Linked DNA regions of Mus musculus: region 2 is linked to region 1. A link is a contact called in public promoter capture Hi-C data. All regions are on one chromosome and are shown on one strand. Each heading gives the region's core, a stretch centred on a gene start, on an enhancer-like site or on the middle of the called end of the contact. The rest is flanking DNA. Distances are from core to core; before and after follow the strand shown. Region 1 holds the start of Birc2 (baculoviral IAP repeat-containing 2). Region 2 holds the start of Pgr (progesterone receptor).

What was found. Promoter capture Hi-C pulls out the DNA fragments that hold promoters and counts their contacts.
Region 2: a promoter capture Hi-C map of hippocampal neurons shows a contact between it and region 1, with 4 times the contacts expected there. The contact joins the promoter of Pgr here to the promoter of Birc2 in region 1. A contact is called at or near these places in 1 of 39 promoter capture datasets (hippocampal neurons) and 1 of 115 datasets of contacts at active chromatin or transcription factors (astrocytes).

Annotation. Positions count from the first base shown.
Region 1 is chr9:7,832,288-7,839,622 of GRCm38.p6, reverse strand. Birc2 (baculoviral IAP repeat-containing 2) reads left to right here and starts at 2,566. Exons shown (of 8, transcript NM_007465.3): 1 at 2,566-2,633; 2 at 4,244-6,118. The coding sequence starts at 5,145.
Region 2 is chr9:8,895,210-8,902,544 of GRCm38.p6, reverse strand. Pgr (progesterone receptor) reads right to left here and starts at 2,712. Exons shown (of 8, transcript NM_008829.2): 1 at 462-2,712. The coding sequence starts at 2,077.

The DNA.
Region 1 (7,335 bases), core at 1,317-3,816:
TTTTGGCCTCTCGAATTCTCCCTATTTCTTTTCTCTCTCTCACTGTACACAGTCCACCTCCTCCCCAGACCGGCCTTGATCTTGAAACAAATCCTCTTACCTAAGCCACTATCCCTGCCACTTCATTGAATTTTAAGTCAAATATTTAAGTTATAGTATAATATTATGCTGAACCTATGCTGTGTATCACCAATACTACTAAATTTGTGTCTCTGTGTGCTAATTCTGAGCGGACTCTGAGATTTAGCAAACAGAGAAAGGCATATGAACAAGAATGTGCAGACTTACGCTTTTTATTCATTTATATATGTTATTGGATGTGCGTTTTGCTTGAATGGGATTGGGCACCGCATTAACTTTCATGCAGTGCCCATGGAGGTCAGAAGAGGGTGTCAAATCCTTTGGAACTCTAGTTACAGATGTGAACTAGGATGTGGATTTTAGGAACTGAACAAGGGTCTTGTGTAAGAGCAGCCAGTGCTCTAATTACTATCTCTCCAGCCCCTGGTTTTATTATACAATTTATGTTGTAGAAGTCTTTTCAATCATATTTTTCTTCAAAAGTGTCTTTAACTGTATACTTTTTTTAAAAAAATTATTTATTTTATGTATATGAGTACACCATTACTCTCTCCAGACACCCCAGAGGAGTGCATCAGACCCCATTGCAGATGGTTGTGAGCCCCATGTGGTTGCTGGGAATTGAACTCAGAACCTCTGCAAGAGCAGTCAGTGCTCTTAACCACTGAGCCATCTCTCCACTCTGAACTGTATACTTTTTTGTATATAAAATGAAAGATGTCATGATAACCACATCAGTATATGTATATATGTGTATTATATAATAATAAAATATATTTTTCAAAATTACCAAACTCTACATGGGCAATAGGGAAAGTCTTAGTTGAATTAATGGTCAACAAAATAAACAACTGGACTCCAAGATTATATATTATAAAAGAAGTAATAAGTTCTAAAACGTCTGAGTTTTGGGCATTGAAAATTTCCTAAATACTGAAGTAGGTCAGGACAAGAACTGAGAGAGACATATTCTTGAATTCAATGTGCACAGGCCCTGCTAGATTCCCACACATATTAGGAATGTTTTGTGTAACTTTCCAAGAAGTAGTGACTTGAACAAGGCATTGGCACATGTGTACCATTGGAAGTTTAGTCACTGGGAACCTTGGCACGTCTTTTCTGTGTATCAGAAACTGTCATGAATACTTTCTTTTTATTATCAGCATTTAGACCAGAAGACTGCCTGTTCTGTGACTGACCGACTTGCAGCAGAAATGACGGGAAAGAAAATGGGAAACGGTTCAGGGTCCCGGAATTCCCCTGGCAGCCTAATTTAGCGGTCTGTTTTACTTCTAAGTTTTTAAAATATTTGCCCATTTAACATGGAATTCCCCCGGAGAGAAGATCTGATTCATTCGTTAAGACCTTCAAGTCTAAAGTAAATTAAACTGTAGAAACCTCACTGGTAGTAGCCTACATTTCTAATCAGCACACTGGAGGCTGAGGTAGGATGCTAAATCCTCGGCTAGTCTGGGCCCTACAATAAAATCCTTTCTTAAACAAACAAATAAAAAAACTGCAAAACTAACCATAACAAATCATCCAAGCCAAACAGGGCCGCGGGGGTGGGGGTGGGGACATCAGAAAGTCCTACCCTGAATGCTAATGATTTTGCAGCACTTTCGGTACGGGAAAGGCAGCAGAGGGTGGGGGGTGGGGAGACAGACTGCTAGTGAACAATGAAGTCAGGGTTATTTTTCCAGTTTTAAACGTATTCTTCTACAATCTCATCACAGATATATAGTGCGCTTTAATCATACTCTCTCCCATTATACTGTTAACCCTTCAATGCCTTCCTCCAAACTAGTCCGCAGCCTTTTCCTTACTTTTTAAATTTATGGCCTGATGCGCTTAATTTGGGTCGCCTGCAAGAGCACTTTTTAAAAAAAATAATAATTTAAAAATGCATAACTACCTCCTCGCCCCAACTGGGTTTGAATTTCTAGGATTCGAGGTGAGCGCCACCATGCCGGCCTGCCAGAGGAGCCCACTTGTCAAAAATGTTAAAGCCCATCTTACAAAAAAACCAAATTATATTTAATGTACACGCACACGCGTGCATTCCGCTTTACTCAGGCGTTTCGAGGCCAGCTCACGAGCCTGAGCCGCCTTACCTATGACGCCACGTTTGCCTTAGTGCCTGTCTAGGACCCTTGCAGGGTGAGGCCGGAAAATACAGGGAGCTAGGAGGCGCGGCTCAGGGCTGCCGCCATTAAAGGTGCACTGCAGGTTAAAACACATGGCATCAAAGTCCGGAACGCCCAGCGGAGGCAGTGGGGCAAGGACGGACGCTCGGGAAAGCCTAGCCTTATTCGTCCGAGTCCCAGCGGCCCGAACGTTTAGCTTCCAAAGCCCGAGCACGCAGGCGCGAGCGCAGGCGCAGGCGCGCGCGACTGGCCCACAGCCCCACCCCGTCCTCCACGCGTTCCAACTTGCGGTGCGCGTCTGCTGACGTCACCTCAACGGCCCGCTGGCCGCAGGGGCTTTTGGGAAGGCTGCGGATCAACAATCAGGCGCCTCTGCTTCCAGGGCGCCGGGGGCCTGACTCGGTGGTGAGTGCGGCTGCCTTCGTCAGGACGGGCGAGCGTGGCTCTCGACGGCTGGGCGGGCTAGCTGACTCCTCCTTCGGCCCGGAAGGCAGTTCTCAGGGCCGCCCGACCCCCGCTCCCTGCCTAAGTCCTTGGGCTTGGACTTGTATAACAGTTTTGCTTTCTTTTCCTTTCGGTTTATTTTTTCAGTCAACCCAGGCTAGTCTCGAATTTGCGGCAATCCTCCTGCCTCCAATCGTTCTAGGTGCTGGGATTACTGGTGTGCAGCACCTCGGCTGTCTCTTCAGATTTTCTGCAGGTTTTTAAGCTTTAAGCCCGCGGCATTTAATGCCTTTAAACTAAGTTGTGCGGCAGGGGGATGACGGTTGTCACATCAGTTACTACTTGTCCCCAGTAGTCGTGTGAGAGGTTTGGTTTAACTGGGAAAGGTGTTCTCCATTCTTGTCTCTCCAAGCTACGTGTCGCCCCCCTGCAGTGGGCGTAGAGCCGTGTCGGTTGGGTGCTTGCTGGCGTTGTAACAGCTAGTGTAGTTAGGCCACACGGGTAGTGGTAGCTTTGTTCAGGCCACTGCTTTACCGGCACTTGTACTTTTTTGGTTTTGAGATGTTACCTGTGGTGGTTAGGGAATGGTTGTCCTTCACGGATTCCGTTTATGAGCTCTTCCCGGTGCCTTTATCTTGGCTAATTTAGCCCTGGCTAGTTCAAATGTTCTGTCCGGCAGGAGCGTTTCATTCCGCATCTGTCTTCCAAGTGTTGAGATTAAAATTGCAAGTATACCTCGGGAATCCTCAGGAAATATTTATATTTTAATATAATAGAAAATATCGTATATATTATTTATTTTATATTGTATTATAACTTAACATATGTTTATGTGTATAAATATATTTTATATGTACTTATATCTGTATTATATATTTCAATTAAATGTTTTAATAGAATATAAAAGTATATATAATTTTTTTCTTGTGATTAAACTTAGGGTTCTTTACCTGCAAGGCAAGTGCTCTAACATGGAGCTATATCAGTAGCCTTACAGACTACCTTTCCACTATTTATGGTGCCTTTTGTCTCCAGTGAAGTGCATATCAAAATATCTTTAAATCAGAAAACGAAAAGAGCCTGGTGGTAGTGTGGTCCTAGCACTTGGAAGGCTGAAGCAAGAGAATTCCAAAAAGTTTTAAAACCAGCTTGGGTTATATTGACTTTCTAGCCAGCCTAGTCTACAGAATAAGACCCTGTCCCTTAAAAAAAAAAAAAGTTCATGAAGTATAGTACATTTTTTTCTAATAGTAAATAAATAATATATAAAAGGAACAAACTTGAAAATCGGGGGCCAGTTTTTGACAAATGGAAATGTCCATTGTTTTCAAAGTTTTAATTTTTAAACTATACTGAGCTATGCATTTTAAAGACAAGCATAACTAGTACTTTGAGAATGCTTTTGCAGTGGTGTGTTTTGATTTAGACCCTTTCTAAGTAGACTGGTTGGGTGAGGAACTGCTGTAGTCAAGATTTGTTATCTAGAGTGTGTCATTTTTAGACATTACTGAATAAATTGATGATGACAATTCTGTGTAATTAGTTTTCTAAAATATTTTTTTTTCTTTCAGATTGATAGTCCTCAAGAGTCTTCATGTTCTCTTATGTTTTTCTAGAAATCAGCCCACTCATGGACATCTGAACATTTCTATAAGACGCTGCGGTTTGCTTTGCAGTGTGTTCTTGTGTATGATTAGTTATATAAAATACGAAGTTTTCAAAAAGAAGGCTAGTGCAACAGAAAAGCTTTGCTAAAACAGATTCTTAGTTATTTGAGGTAACAAAAGAAAGCCATGTCTTGAATTGATTCGTTCTTAATTATAACAGACTTATAGTGGAAAGGGCCTTAAACACAGGCGGACTTTATAAAATGCAGTCTTAGGTTTATGTGCAAAATACTGTCTGTTGACCAGATGTATTCACATGATATATACAGAGTCAAGGTGGTGATATAGAAGATTTAACAGTGAGGGAGTTAACAGTCTGTGCTTTAAGCGCAGTTCCTTTACAGTGAATACTGTAGTCTTAATAGACCTGAGCTGACTGCTGCAGTTGATGTAACCCACTTTAGAGAATACTGTATGACATCTTCTCTAAGGAAAACCAGCTGCAGACTTCACTCAGTTCCTTTCATTTCATAGGAAAAGGAGTAGTTCAGATGTCATGTTTAAGTCCTTATAAGGGAAAAGAGCCTGAATATATGCCCTAGTACCTAGGCTTCATAACTAGTAATAAGAAGTTAGTTATGGGTAAATAGATCTCAGGTTACCCAGAAGAGTTCATGTGACCCCCAAAGAGTCCTAACTAGTGTCTTGGCAAGTGAGACAGATTTGTCCTGTGAGGGTGTCAATTCACCAGTCCAAGCAGAAGACAATGAATCTATCCAGTCAGGTGTCTGTGGTGGAGATCTAGTGTCAAGTGGTGAGAAACTTCATCTGGAAGTTTAAGCGGTCAGAAATACTATTACTACTCATGGACAAAACTGTCTCCCAGAGACTCGGCCAAGGTACCTTACACCAAAAACTTAAACGTATAATGGAGAAGAGCACAATCTTGTCAAATTGGACAAAGGAGAGCGAAGAAAAAATGAAGTTTGACTTTTCGTGTGAACTCTACCGAATGTCTACATATTCAGCTTTTCCCAGGGGAGTTCCTGTCTCAGAGAGGAGTCTGGCTCGTGCTGGCTTTTATTATACAGGTGTGAATGACAAAGTCAAGTGCTTCTGCTGTGGCCTGATGTTGGATAACTGGAAACAAGGGGACAGTCCTGTTGAAAAGCACAGACAGTTCTATCCCAGCTGCAGCTTTGTACAGACTCTGCTTTCAGCCAGTCTGCAGTCTCCATCTAAGAATATGTCTCCTGTGAAAAGTAGATTTGCACATTCGTCACCTCTGGAACGAGGTGGCATTCACTCCAACCTGTGCTCTAGCCCTCTTAATTCTAGAGCAGTGGAAGACTTCTCATCAAGGATGGATCCCTGCAGCTATGCCATGAGTACAGAAGAGGCCAGATTTCTTACTTACAGTATGTGGCCTTTAAGTTTTCTGTCACCAGCAGAGCTGGCCAGAGCTGGCTTCTATTACATAGGGCCTGGAGACAGGGTGGCCTGTTTTGCCTGTGGTGGGAAACTGAGCAACTGGGAACCAAAGGATGATGCTATGTCAGAGCACCGCAGACATTTTCCCCACTGTCCATTTCTGGAAAATACTTCAGAAACACAGAGGTTTAGTATATCAAATCTAAGTATGCAGACACACTCTGCTCGATTGAGGACATTTCTGTACTGGCCACCTAGTGTTCCTGTTCAGCCCGAGCAGCTTGCAAGTGCTGGATTCTATTACGTGGATCGCAATGATGATGTCAAGTGCTTTTGTTGTGATGGTGGCTTGAGATGTTGGGAACCTGGAGATGACCCCTGGATAGAACACGCCAAATGGTTTCCAAGGTAATTGGTTCTTTTGTTTGTTTTCAAGTCTGGGTTTCTTGGAGTAGCCTTGGCTGTCCTGGAACTCACTCTGTAGACAAGTCTGAACTCAGAGATCTACCTGCTTCTTCCTCCTGAGTGCTAGGATTAAGGGTCTGTACCACCACTGCCAGCCTTGATAATTGGTTCTTAAAAATGTTTATTGTGGCATGGAGGATTGAACCCAGGGCCTCATATCTGGTTGACAAGTTTTCTTGCCTATATACCTTACCTCTTAATTTTTATTGTTTAGAATAAATTTAGGAACACATTGTTAGTGTATTACAATTAGAAATTTTGTATTTGAAACTGATCAGCTATGTGAACTTGGATTCATTTCTAAAATGAATGGACGGTGTTAGTTGTTTTTATTGTGTTAAAATACACATAAAATATACTAATTTAGCCATCTAAAATTTAATCTTCTGTAGTATAAAGTATATGTGTACTGTTTTTTAGTCATCTCCAGACTGAAACTGTATCCCATACACTTGTAAGCACACCCCTGGCACCTACCCTTCTGCCTACGATATCTGAATCTACTTTAGTTACCATAGCCACAACACATGTAAGTGGAATCATACAGTAAAGAGATCTTGGACATATGCATGCCTTCTGTGATAATGAGGAATCATTGGACTCCTTAGGGAATTACAGGAACTTTTAGTCATTTTTTGTATGGTACATGATGAACAGGAATTTTGATGTAACTATTTACATTGTTAAAATATAAGTAGTTTAAAATTATATGATGGGACAGGTAGTGCACCTATGTCAGTTTGCCTTTAATCTCACCGCTGGGAGCAGAAGCATGCATTCTTTGTGAACAGAGACCAGCCTGGTCTACAGAGCAAGTTCAGGTCATCTAGGATTGCATAGTGAGACCCTGTCTCAAAAACAATTATCATGAAGAATCATCAAATTTGTATGTTAGGTCCAGTGTAATGTTAACATTCAGGATTCTGACACCACTTTGAAACTACCCTGGGTTACTTAGAACTGTCTCAAAAAAACAAAACAAAGAGATAAATTTTGACTTTGTTGTTGTTTTTGTCCTGAAAACTGATGTACTTAATTTACTTAAAAGTGTTAATTTTGGCCAGTTGTGGTGGTTTACTCTTTAATTTTAGCAGTTTGGAGGCTGAAGCAGGAGTGTTCCAAGGTCAACGATAGCTTGGGCCTCATTGTGAACCCCAGAC
Region 2 (7,335 bases), core at 1,463-3,962, 1.1 Mb before region 1:
CTGATTTCAGTTCTGAAGCCACAGTTAAGCCCCACCCCTTCCAGAAAAACTGGCTTTTACATCTCAGCCTCCCCAACACACACACACACACACACACACACACACACACACACACACACACACACGGAGGGGGGGGGTGTCCTTCTTACAAAGTATTTAATGAAGTCCCCAACAAATCCTCAGCACAATCAAAGATCTTAGAGCGAGGCCTCAGGGTTTGAACCTGGGTGCTCAGGCTTCAGGAAGTTTGCAGGCAATGTTTGGGAGAATGGTACACAATAAAATGGTATATCTGCACTCCCTTTTATGCCCGCACCACACACACAAATGTAAGAAAAAGGGAGGCAATGGACAATGCCTGTTGGGTCTCCAAAGACCAGCTCCACAAGCCCCCGCGGCCATCCTGCCACCCAGAGATGATGGGGGAATGGAGCAGGGCAGGGCTGCCTGCAAGTGCTCACCTCAGGTAGTTAAGGTATGGCGGGTAGACCTGGGGCAGGCTGTCCTTGAGCACCGCGGCCTGGTAGCCCAGCTGCGGGAGCCCATTGAGGCCGAGCGGCTGGTAGATGGCGGGTGCTGCGGCGGTGGCCGGGGCGGCCGGCAGGCTGTCCCGGGGTAGTAGGCAGGAGCCGGCGGCTGGGGGCTTGCACGGCAGTGGCGCGAACGAACCCTGCGTGGGCGGCGCGCCCTCCGCTTTGTACAGGATGCACTCCAGCGCGGAGCCGGAGGAGGACGCTGGCGACACCGCGGCGCTGCTGGGTCCGCCGGCCACCGCCGCTTCTCCGGGCCTGGAGGATGGCGCTCGCTGCGGCGCGGGTGCCAGCGGGAAGTCTGGGAAGGTGGAGGAGCTGGCTCCAGCCGACAGGTAGGGGCGCGGCGAGCGCACAGCAGCATCCGCGCCCTCCTCCTCCTCCTTGATCTTCAAGCCAGGCGTCTGGAAGTCGCCGTAAAGAGGGAACACGTCCTCTTTGGGGTCGCCTTCCAGAGGGTAGGTGCAGTCTGGGAAGTCACCGCAGGGCACCGGCGGGGATGGCGCGGAGGGCGAGCCCCTAGGCGGGGCAAAAGGGCCCTGGGCTGTGGCCCCGCCGTCGTAGCTGTCCCCCTCCAGCAGCTGCCGGGTGCGGGCGGCCAGGAGTGCGTGGTTCAGAGGCAGGATGGGCACATGGATGAAATCCACCACTGTGGTGGCCAGTGGGGAGCGCCCGGGGGCAATGGGAGAGTCTTGCTCCAAGGAGACCCTAGGAGCAGAAAACCGTGAATCTTCCTTTGGGACCAGAGTGACACCGCCTGGGGCCGCTGAGGCCGCGTTGGCTGCGACTCCTCCTCCGCTGCCGGTGCCTTCCAGTGCTCGAGGTTTGCTCTTTAGAAGCGGAGCTGCAGAGCCCTCGGTCTCCAGGCCACTGTCCTCTTCCACCTCCCCTGCAGCTGGCTGCGGGGACGGCTTCACCCCTGCCCCGGGCCAGTGAGCACTCCCCGAGGTAGGGAGCAACAGCTGCCTGGGTGGTGACAGTCCTTTGGGCAGCACCTTCTGTCCTGCTCCTGTCCCGGAGCTGTCGCCAGCCTTGATCTCTGGCCGACTCATGAGCGGGGACAACAACCCTTTGGTAGCAGGGACACTGCGGGGGTCTTCTGGAAGCTCTGGCCCAAAGAGACACCAGGAAGTGATGGCCTCGCAGGCTGGAGGGCTGGCGTGACTCTGTTCGGTCCCGGAGGGAGTCAACAACGAGTCTAAGACACTGTCTAAGAGTCTGCTGTCCTTCTCCGGGGCTCTGGAATTTCTGCCTCCTTCCCTATGAGTGGCTTCTACCCCAGAGAAAGCTCCCTCCACGTCGGACAGCGACTGCTGGTCCCCTGTCTTTCCGTCTGGGAGCTCGGGACCCCGGCAGGACCGAGGAAAAAGCAGCCCGTCCAGGGAGATCGGTATAGGCGAGACTACAGACGACACGTCCGAGTGCTGGCTCCCTTGGAAGGGACCTGAGTCCAAGCGTGCAAGCAAGGGGGACCCGATGTGTGGGGGGGAGGGCGAAGCGCCAGACGTGTGGAGAACCTGCGGATCCTTTGCCTGCAGCTCAGTCATGACGACCCAAGCTCCCCTTTTCTCCTCCCCTGTCTCCTGGGAGGAGGGAAAAGGGAAGGAGGAGGGGGTGCCGGTGATATAGGGGCAGAGGGAGGAGGAAGTGGGTGTAGAGTCGCAGGACCCGTGGGATCTCCACCTCCTGGTTGGGAGGGGCGGTCTTGGTCAGCTCCTGTCCTTACCCTCCACCCAGACGCAGAGGAAGGGTGGTAGTCGCGCTGTCCCGGTCGCGGTGGGGTGAGGACAGGAAGAAGTAGCTGGAGCAAGCTGGTCTGGTCTGAGAACTGGGAGTTATTCGAGAGACTTTTTTTCGTGTTTCTTCTTGAATGGGAGACCCGGAACTGGTGTGGCCGGTGCTGAAAAAAAGGACTCCCGCTATCTCCGGACTTCTTATGTTTGTTGAAACCTAGACATCCTAGGAAGTTTGCTTTACAGTCCTCACCAAAAACCTGGGGCTAAGACGTAGCCCATTCTTACTCGTTCTCCTGCAGCGACAGTCTCTATGGCTCCCTAGGTTCTCTACAATCCCAGCGAGTTCTGGTTGCAGGTTGCTCTAGTAAAGCTAAGAGAAGTTAGCAGAATGTCAGAATCCTCGCACCCGTAAATACTACAAAGACTGATAGTGACAGTCTAGACTGGCTCCATAGCTTTCTAGCAAGCGTTGGCGCTCTAGGAAGGCCCGCCCAAAGCCCCTCCCTAGCCAATCACTGGCTAGATCTAAATCTCTGGCGTTGGAATTCCAGCTACTCACTAGTCTGATTCCACCTGGAATATCAGATGCTTTGAGAAGAAATCTAAACATATCAGAATTTGTACTGAATTAAGAAGCATGCCAGCCCCACCCTATAAAAAGCAAAGTTGTTGTAAAGATTTCAGGATTTGAAAATATTTGTAAATATTCAACACAGACAGTGACATATCGTGACATTTTATTTTTTGTATAAAAGGTATAAAATGATCTCAAGTATTTTCATTTTATTACGTGTATATGTCTCTGGGAGTGTATGTTACATGGTTATATAGTTGCTCAGACGTCAGCAGAGAGGGTGAGAGCCCTCAGAGGTGAAGTTGCAGGTGCTCTGATATAGGTGCTGAGGTCCTAACTGGGGTTCTCTGCAGGAGCAGCAAGTGCTCTGTGTGTATATGTGTGAGTGCTTGCATGTGTCGCGTGCATATGGTAGTCTAAGACTAGCCCCAAAGAGTGGATTTCCTCCTTGAACCATGCAGATTCTGGAGATAGAACTCATCCTGAGTTTGACACTGAACAACCTTACTGGCTGCCTGTCCAGCCTTCCTCTAACACGCTCAAACTATTCTTGTGACAAGTGGGCCACCAATGTGACTTAGCAGTTAAGGATGGAAGACAGTTGGTAACACATCGCTGCCTGTATGGGGAGTTTGGACATTGAGTGTCATATTCTGTTTGTTCTGATTTTCATGAGGTTCTCTTCAGTCCTTACTAAATATCTACATCACATATTAAGTTTTCCACTGGGAAAGCTAAATGGCATTTTCTCCCCTCTATGTTTCTCTACTCTTAGAATAATTACCATTGAGCTTTAAGAATAAATCACCTTTAAAGTCATGAGAACACTGTGGAGGGGAGAGAGTAATATGATTTATTTTATACACCGTCATAAGCTGTCCACTCTCAAGCCCAGTCAGTGGATGCCGTGACACATCGCTATTCAAAAGTGAGTTAGTCGTTTGGGAAATGCCTTTGAGTGTTTCCAGGCCATTTTAATGCTGAAGCCTGCAGTTATTCTCAGCCAGGTCTAGAAGATTTGTGAAAGGCTCCAAAACTGCAGAGATGGCAGAGCTGCTGGAGGCAAGGTGCCTAGATGTCAATCACCAGGGAGGTGCTACATAGTCGTGAATTGCTGCTGTTACACTGGACCATTGGGCTTGGGTGTGGACTATTCCAGCAATGAGATATTGCTGACTAATTTTAAATGTGTGAGAATTAGGGAGGGAGAAGAGAATTCAAGGAAGCAGTTATTGTATGTCTTTATGGTATCAAATGGTAAAACCGGAGTGTGGGAGCTGGGGGTGGAGGCATTCTGGACAGTGCATAGAAATAAGTGTGGGAAGCAAAGAAATGAGGCTAGCAGGTAGTCTCCTATAGGAGCATATACATGTATAATGTATATGGGGAACCTTGACTAAAGACAGAGTAAGATATTGAAAACTTGCCTCCAAAAGTGCACACATTCCCTTTAAAATCTCTGCATACTGTCCTTCCTCCTCCTTTCTTTGCAACATTACTACCCACACAGTAACCGATGATCTGCATCCTATCACTGTACACTAGGACGATGATCTGCATCCTATCACTGTACACTAGGACGTCTAAAGATCCTTGTCTGCTTTACTAGGTGTTAGGTTATGCTCTGTCTTCGACATAAGTTTTTTTTTTTAAGACTTTATATCAACTGGCATCCCTTTTCAGAATAGTTTTAGATTCATAGCAAAATCTACCAGCGAATACAGAGTAACTGTGCAGCTTCCTGCATGTTGTTATTAGTGAGCTCAGGCAGGTGCATGGTTGTTAACTAATGCCCAGAATATATACAGTTTTCTTTCAATATCTGTTCTCTTTTCTAACATTCTACCTGTAACAACTTGTTTCATTGTTATCATTGTTTCCCAGAATCCTCTTGGCTATGATGGATCTCAGACATCCCTTGTATTTCATGACCTCGATACTCCTGAGAACTCTTGTAGGGTGACATTCTTTAAGTGGTCATGGCTCATGGATTTGGGAAGGAAAGTTAAACTTGGCAAGTGGTGTTTAAAGGGTTCACACTGACAGGACTCACAGTAGGCTGTTGGCCTTGAGCACCTGTGTGAAGCAGTGATTCTCAGGGTCCTTCATATGGGTATTAGTTCCACATTTGGGAAGTAAGTCACTATGAGCAGTAAGAGTCAATATGAGTGGAAGCATGTGGGAGCAGGAAGTTACATTCTCTACTCCAAGATGGAGCAATTAACTGAAAGCTTAATCTGTAATTCTGCATGGGTGAACACAGTTGAGCCCTAGTACCACTTTATCCGGTCTTTTGTGTAGACCACTATGATACACTTTGAGTACTCGGGGCTCCTTTGCTGTCCTCTGTGCCAGGTGACACGCTTTGTTGATCTGTGTGGCAAAGGTGCATGGGCATGGAGTAAACTATTTTGAATACTTTTTCTTTGGTTCTCTGGAGTCAATAAAAAAAGTTCTCTTTGGTTCTCCAAGCTTCTTTGGAGATGTTTTGCCTGCTACCTCTATCCTCCTAGAATCAGCCATTTCTCCTTGGAATTAAATTATTTTATTTGAAAAAAAAATGATATTAGAAATGAAAACTTCCACTCCAGTTTATATAATATGCTCTTCTTATTTTTGGTCCAACTCTTTGAGTTTCAACTATTTATACTAGAAATCAATAGTTTACTCTATTGCAAAGTTAGAAATACACTGAATGACTATAACATGTTGTGTTTGCCTATGCTGACAGTTGACAGTTGTATGGTTTATGATTGGCTAGAAATTTACCATGTGTATTCCTGTCTTTATATACATATGTTTTAATTTTTCTTAGAAAAGTATTCAGAAGTGAAATGGCTAGGCTATATTCATGTGTTCTGTGGCCTTCTTGTGATCTCCATGGACTTCATACATTGGCTGCATTGCCATCATCACAATCCTTGGAGATTGGGCTGCTGAGAAGGTAATGTATAATGGACAGTTGCTTAGTCACTCCTGCCCCATGGTAAGATTGTAAGAAGTATCATCTATGCACCAGAGAGAAAAATCTCCCCAGAAATTGAATCTGCCACTTGGATGATGCTCTGATCTGTGCAAGGTAGCTATCCTTCTGGTGTATCGAAGCTACCCATTGAAGAAATGGTGCTTTATTATAGCATTCCCAATGGACCTATACCTAGGTGTGCACACAACACCGTAGGTGTGCAGACAACTGTCAAATCACTTTCCACAGTGGCTGCCCCATTTTTCTTTCACCCTACGTTGCTGGAGTTCTAATTATGCCATAACCTGAGAAACAGTTGGTCAATATTTTTTTTTATTTCAGCAAATGTATGAAGTGTGTGAAGTAATCTCAGTGGGATTTTGGTTTTGCTCTAAAGACGTATGATGCTCACCTTCCTTCCCTTGTTTGTTTTCTGTATATCTTCTTCCATATATCTCTGGGTCTGAGCACATACTTATTGGCTTTTAAAGATTATCTGCTCAAAATGCTAAGAATAAGTGGCAAACAGATTTCTGGTATAGATTGGGAAGGGGGATCATTAACACCGCTTGTAGCTAGTTGGCAGCTACTAGGAAGAGGGAGTAATTGGGACTGGGTGTAGTCACTGGTAGCTTATGCATGATCAAGTGGAAAGCACCAACTAAACTCACTGCATGTAAAACAAAGGAAGAGACAATGAAGGTGGGAGGGAAGTTTGTTGGAGATAGCCAGGATTAGTAAGGGAGAGGTGGGGTGCTTAGGTGTGATCAAGAACATTGTATACATGTATGAACTTGTCAAAAACCATCTGCTAAGATACCTTTTAGCTCTTTTAGCAACTGATACAACTCATCGATGGGTTTAAGACCTCCAGGCATGTTCATCTTTAAGTTCTTTGTCAATTGGAACTGTCTGATAGAGATTATTTTGATCAATTTATGTTTTGATTGATCACATTTTCACTGTCAAAACAAATATAAAAAATCATTACTAAGGTGAGACTCTGAAGCTTTCTCTCATGTAGATTTTGCATTACATCTATGATATAATTAGATTTGACTTTTCATATGGCACAAAGTCTATCTCTGTGCCCACTTTTTGTGTGTATGGCTATCAAGTTTTTGACAAATTGACACAATCCAGAGTTACTTGGGAAGAAGGACCTCAACTGAAGAATTGCCTTTATCAGAATGAGATGCAGGAATGTCTATTGGGCATTAGCTTGAGCAGTTGAGCCTGGATAAGAAAAGTATCTGAGCATGAACGTGGTATAAGCCAGTAATCAACATTGGTCTGTGGTTGCTGATTCAGTTCCTGCCTTGGTTACCCTCAGTGTTGGAGCACAGCCCTTAAAATGTGACAAGCCCTTTCCTCCTCAGTGTTGTTTTCCATCAGTGTTTTATGACAACAGCAGACAAGCAGGTCCGGAAAAGCACTATCATTTAAAGAAGGGTTTCCTCGTAGGCATGCTTATGTATCATACGACTTAGGATCATTCCACGAGCTTCTCATTTGCTGTGGACTTCAAAC